2 separate regions of the Mus musculus genome follow, and region 2 is linked to region 1. Evidence: chromatin contacts called from public HiChIP or PLAC-seq data. All regions are on one chromosome and are shown on one strand. Each heading gives the region's core, a stretch centred on a gene start, on an enhancer-like site or on the middle of the called end of the contact. The rest is flanking DNA. Distances are from core to core; before and after follow the strand shown. Region 1 has its middle 23 kb from the start of Gm39336. Region 2 has its middle 24 kb from the start of Gm38579.

Region 1 (2,945 bases), core at 174-2,673:
AGCAAAGACTTGAAAGAGAATCTATATAACATAAGTATAATGTTTTAAAATCAACATCCTTGTTTATACTAAATAAGGTGGTAATTTGGGACAGTAAGAAGAAAACAATGTTGTCTGTGGAAGAAAGTATACTTATGTCAGATTTACTTTCTAATATACCATATGCCCTGGTTACCCTTAACTAACAACTTGACACAGCTTAGAGTCATCCAAGAGAGAAGCCTCAACTAAGCAATTTCCTAGATCAAGTTGGCATGTATCAATGTCTAAGGAGGATTGTCTCAACTATTAGTTGATGTAGAAGGGACCAGCCCACTGTAGGCAGTGTCCTTCCTTAGGAAGGAGGTCCTGGGCTAGTAAAATAAAAAAATTAAAAAGTAAAATAATAATAATAATAATAATAATAATAATAATAATAATAATAATAATAATAAAGAGCTAGGTAAGCATGGCCTATTGAGCAAGCAGTGTTCCTCCATGGTATCTGCTTCAGATCCTAGCCCAACTTCCTGCCCTGACTTCCTTCAGTGATTAATTGTGACCTGAGAGTGTAGGCCAAATATAAACCCTTTCCTCCTTGAATTGTTTTTGGTCAGGGTAAAACACCGAATGAAACTAGGACATCATAGTCAAAAGTATGATTTTATTTGTTATTTTATCATCAATAGAGATGGACATTTCCATTTGGGCAATAACAATATCTAATAAGTTAATTCAATACTCCTGCTAGAAACCACCAAAAATACCAGAAAGATGGCTGTTGACTCTTTCTTTAAATCCAAGAAGGCCAGACAACATACTAAGAAATTACCACACTAAAGTATAATTGAGAATGAATTTCCCTGGCCAGGGAAATTGAGCAAAAAGCAGTGTTTGTCCTGAGGGCATGTCTCTACTAACCCGAGCTCCAGTTTAGATCCAGTTCAGTGACTGAACTGGGTGGAAGGAGCAGGAAGTATTTCAATTCACACGGATACTTCTTGTATGAAATAGCCTCTTCCAGATAAGAGTGAGCTCAGAAAAAACCCTTCCTCCCCACCTCATTCTTACCACAAGCACCCTGAGACACCAATAGGAGAGCTATTAGTCAGAACCACGGGGAGAAGATGAAACTAAAAACACGCCTGAGAAACTGTAAGCACACAAACCGCCATCAAATAGATTTGTAGCTTTGTGAGGGACAAAAAAAAAAGGAAAGAAAAAAAGTCCTCAGGACATGGATTTAAATTACTGTTTCTAGACCAGGAATTCCCTAAGGCATGCAATCGAACTAAACATGAGCCTTCTTTGAACAGCACACCTGCACAATGCCTCAAAGAATCTCTAAACATAATTTATTAGAGTACTACCACCCATATACTCAACAACAGGAAACCAGAGAGGCTGCTAACAGGCAGAAACTGATTCACAAACCTCAGATGCACTCAGTTGTTAGACTTCATTTTTTAAAAAATATTCAGTGATATAGGGCTCTGTGGTTAAGAGCTCTTCCAGAGCGTTCCAGATCCAACACACAACACCCACACGGTGATTCACCGCCACCTGTAACTCTAGTTCCAGGAGATCCATTGCCCCCTTCTGTCCTCCCTGGGCACCAATCACACATGTATACATGCAGGAAAATAGTCACACACACACAAAATAAAAATAAATATTTTCTTTTAAAAAAAAATCAATGATGAGGCTCAATGGAGAACACCTGCCTAGCATGTCCAAAGCTCTGGTTTCCATCAACACACATAAAAAGTTCAGCTGCCCTTATTGTATTGTATAAAAATGACCTTTTAAAAGAATATGTGCATTAAATCTCTACAACAAAATTATAAACTATTCCAGTTATAAAATATTTCAGCACCCTCTTTTGGTAACAATGCCTGGAAACATCTTGAAATAAACAACAGTGGATGGTTCTAGCCACTGACAAGCTGAGCTACGGGGGACAAGTGAGAGAAGACATGGGTTAGAAAGTAAGCCCTTATGGTTTGTATGTGCTTGGCCTAAGGAGTGTCACTATTAGAAGGTGTGGCCCTGGAGTAGGTGTGTCACTGTGGGTGTGGGCTTTAAGACTCATCTGAGCTGCCTGGAAGCCAGTCTTCTCATAACAGCCTTCAGATGAAGATGTAGAACTCTCAGCTCCTCCTGCACCATGCCTGCCTGGTTGCTGCCATGTTCCCACCTTGATGATAATGGACTGAACCTCTGAACCTGTAAGCCAATCCCAACTAAATGTTGTCCTTATAAGAGTTGCTTTGGTCATGGTATCTGTTCATAGCAGTAAAACCCTAAAACAGTAGTGCAGCATTTCAAAGGCAGTGCAGTGTTTCACACAGAGAAGAGGGAGAAAATCAGGAATTGTCAATATTTGAAATGATAGTGGTGGAATGTTGGTGAAAGTCACCAACAGACACATTTAAGAGTCCAAACTTCCCCAATAATAATGAAAAGCATGCATGCATATCCATCCCTGTGATACATAAACTAAAGAAGAGGGAAGAAAGCTACCTGACCACCAACTTCTTAGCTATAATGGTACCCAGGCCAAAAGGGAATAGCCAATGTATTGAAAACAAACAACTGCCAATCAAGAATTCAACTTCTGGCTGGGCAATGGTGGTGCACGCCTTTAATCCCAGCACTTGGGAGGCAGAGGCAGGTGGATTTCTGAGTTAGAGGCCAGCCTGGTTTACAAAGTGAGTTCCAGGACAGCCAGGGCTATACAGAGAAACCCTGTCTCAAAAAAAAAAAAAAAAAAAAAATCAACTTCTGGAAAAAAGAAAAAAAAAATACAAACTTCTTTCAAAAAAAAAAAAAAACCTGCAGCTTTCGCGGGTTCTGTTGCCTGCCTGTGGATCCTGTTCCCCTAACTGGACTGTCTTGGCTGGCCTCAGTGGGAGAGGATACATCTAGTTCTGCAATGTGACTTGAGATGTCAGGGTGGTTTGGTA
Region 2 (2,945 bases), core at 181-2,680, 92 kb after region 1:
TGTGTGTGCCCTTGTGTACATAGATACTCTCATCAACCAGACAAGGCATCACTTGGCCATTGGTATCTTCCCAGTCTCCAGTCATCTTTATTTCCTTCTTTCTACATCTCTCTCTTTTTTTGGTTTTTTTGTTTGGTTGGTTTTTGTTTTTTAGTTTTTGGTTTTTGTTTTTTGTTTGTTTGTTTGTTTGTTTGTTTTGAGACAGGGTTTTTCTGTGTAGCCCTGACTGTCCTGGAACTTACTTTGTAGACCAGGCTGGCCTTGAACTCAGAAATCTGCCTGCCTCTGCTTCCCAAGTGCTGGGATTAAAGGCATGCACCACCACTGACCAGCTCTACATCTCTTAAGTAAAAATTGAAGGACGAGGAGGAGAAGGAGGAGGAGAAAAGGAGAAGAAGAAAGAGGAAGAAGGAAGAAGGAAGAAGAAAGAGGAAGAAGAAGAAGAAGAAGAAGAAGAAGAAGAAGAAGAAGAAGAAGAAGAAGAAGAAGAAAAGGAGGAGGAGGAGGGGGAGGAGGAGGGGAGGAGAAGGAGGAGAAGAAGGAAAAGGAGAAGGAGAAGAAGAAGAAGAAGAAGAAGAAGAGGAAGAGGAGGAGGAGGAGGAGGGGGGGAGGGGGAGGGGGAGGGGAGGAGAAGGAGGAGAAGGAGGAGAAGGAGAAGAAGGAGAAGAAGAAGAAGAAGAAGAAGAAGAAGAAGAAGAAGAAGAAGAAGAAGAAGAAGAGGAGGAGGAGGAGGAGGAGGAGAAGGAGAAGGAGAAGGAGAAGGAGAAGGAGAAGGAGAAGGAGAAGGAGAAGGAGAAGGAGAAGGAGAAGGAGAAGGAGAAGGAGAAGGAGAAGGAGAAGGAGAAGGAAAGAAGAAGAAGAAGAAGAAGAAGAAGAAGAAGAAGAAGAAGAAGAAGAAGAAGAAGAAGAAGAAGAAGAAGAAAAGTGTCTAGGAGATCCCATTCCCAGAAAGGACAGACACAGAGAGCTGCTGTGTTACCTGGGTCTAAATTTCAAATGGAAGCTGGCACCCTCGGGGGAAATTCGAAGAGTGAGAGCCACACCAGAAGGAATACTTCAAGAGCCAAAGCTTTCCCTTTCACTTAAATCCAAATAATCCTCTTGCAATTCTTCAGTGCTAGAAATCCCATGGCTACCTCACATGGACTGCCACACTCTCACTTTGGACTATTAGTCATATTCTTAAGCATATTCTCTAATCTTTGGCCAAGCAAATGGGTGTGTGGAATAAAGACTGTATTTTCCAATATGCCTGCTAGTAGGTATGGAAAATAGGACAAGTCAAAAGAAAAGAAAGGGCTGGTGAGATAACCCAGTGGCTAAATGTTGGAAGGCCCTGCTATTAAGGTTGCAGTCTACCGAGTTCTGATAAGGTCCCTGAGCTTGGTGCAAAATGGAGAACTTTTTTTTTTTTTCAGCAGGGCTTCCTCTTCTCTGCCCAATCTTATCTGGAGATCATCTCTTAGCACAGATGCCTGACCTTATCTGGAGGAAGGCCCTGTGCAGAGCTTCCTGCAGGTGCTGCATGATTCAGCACTTAAGTCCCACTCAGCACTTCCTGCCAAAATGATAATTAGGTACTGAGCTATGACCGATCAGTCCTTCCCACCTGTAACTCCCAAAGAACCTGTGAGGACAGTCACGTAGTCTATGGCCAGATAACAGGTCCAATTGTCTCTCTCTCCTGCTAAGAGCCTCCCCAGCAGGTTCTTGGAATTCCTCTTCATGGAAATGAAGCATTCCCAGGCCTTTACTGTAGGCAATAATATAACATCCACCGTGAAAGTCCCTACCCACTCTCCAAGATCTATACAGCCCTTGTTTGTCCCAAATGAAGTTAAGCTGTCTTGCTGAAGCTGATCTGAAGTCAGTAAGTCAATGCTCAGGGATGAGGGCCAACAGTCCCCAAGGAGAAAGGGGGCCACAGGTAAAGGCACTTGCAGAATTCCTGAGTTCAGTCTCATGGGACTTGGGACCACATATCACTGGGCAAGTGTCACTGGATCCCTGCTTCAACTGATCAGAAGACTTTCGAGCTGTATGTGGGAGCACAAAAGCACAGCTATTTTAAGAATCTTAATACCAGCACTTGGGAATCCGAGACAGATGGGTCTCAGTGAGTTAGAGGCCACCCTGGTCTACAAAGTGAGTTTCAGGACAGCTAGGGCTACACAGAGAAACCCTGTCTCAAAAGGCGAGTGGGGTTGACTTTCGTTCCCATCTTTTAAAAGCAAAATCTCATTGCTGAAAGGACAAAACCATAGTTTTGGAAAACACACTAACAGTTGCTAGGAGTTCAGGGACTTGGGTAGAACTATGAAGGGGCAATGTGAGAGAATTTGTAAAGCTAAAGAAATGGTTCTGTTCCAACTCAATTCTTTAACGAATTAGAAAGAGCAATCTGCAAATTCATCTGGAATAACAAAAAACCTAGGATAGCAAAAACTCTTCTCAAGGATAAAAGAATCTCTGGTGGAATCACCATGCCCGACCTAAAGCTGTACTACAGAGCAATTGTGATAAAAACTGCATGGTACTGGTACAGCAACAGACAAGTAGACCAATGGAATAGAATTGAAAACACAGAATTGAACCCACACACCTATGGTCACTTGATCTTCGACAAGGGAGCTAAAACCATCCAGTGGAAAAAAGACAGCATTTTCAACAAATGGTGCTGGCACAACTGGCGGTTATCATGTAGAAGAATGCGAATTGATCCATTCCTATCTCCTTTACTAAGGTCAAATCTAAGTGGATCAAGGAGCTCCACATAAAACCAGAGACACTGAAACTTATAGAGGAGAAAGTGAGGGAAAGCCTTGAAGATATAGGTACAGGGGAAAAATTCCTGAATAGAACAGCAATGGCTTGTGCTATAAGATCGAGAATTGACAAATGGAACCTCATGAAACTGCAAAGCTTCTGTAAGGCAAAAGACACCG

The links. HiChIP or PLAC-seq counts read pairs in DNA pulled down with a chosen protein or histone mark.
Region 2: a contact with region 1 is called in a BATF HiChIP or PLAC-seq map of CD8 T cells, with 8 read pairs. The contact joins two enhancer-like sites. A contact is called at or near these places in 3 of 15 datasets of contacts at CTCF or cohesin (CD8 T cells and embryonic stem cells), 44 of 484 Hi-C or Micro-C datasets (CD8 T cells, the CH12 cell line, ECoMG myeloid progenitors and 22 more) and 7 of 115 datasets of contacts at active chromatin or transcription factors (CD8 T cells, DN3 thymocytes, the HPC-7 cell line and 4 more).

Annotation. Positions count from the first base shown.
Region 1 is chr9:50,323,493-50,326,437 of GRCm38.p6, forward strand. No RefSeq gene overlaps it. Among named protein-coding and RNA genes, the nearest start is that of Gm39336, 23 kb to the left of the region's middle. Within about 2 kb of position 1,424, at least 28 of the 459 cell types and tissues checked have an H3K27ac peak or open chromatin away from gene starts, as enhancers often do. A contact at or near this core is called in CD8 T cells, the HPC-7 cell line, Th1 cells and 2 more, where this site is marked.
Region 2 is chr9:50,415,396-50,418,340 of GRCm38.p6, forward strand. No RefSeq gene overlaps it. Among named protein-coding and RNA genes, the nearest start is that of Gm38579, 24 kb to the left of the region's middle. Within about 2 kb of position 1,431, at least 42 of the 459 cell types and tissues checked have an H3K27ac peak or open chromatin away from gene starts, as enhancers often do. A contact at or near this core is called in CD8 T cells, the HPC-7 cell line, Th1 cells and 2 more, where this site is marked.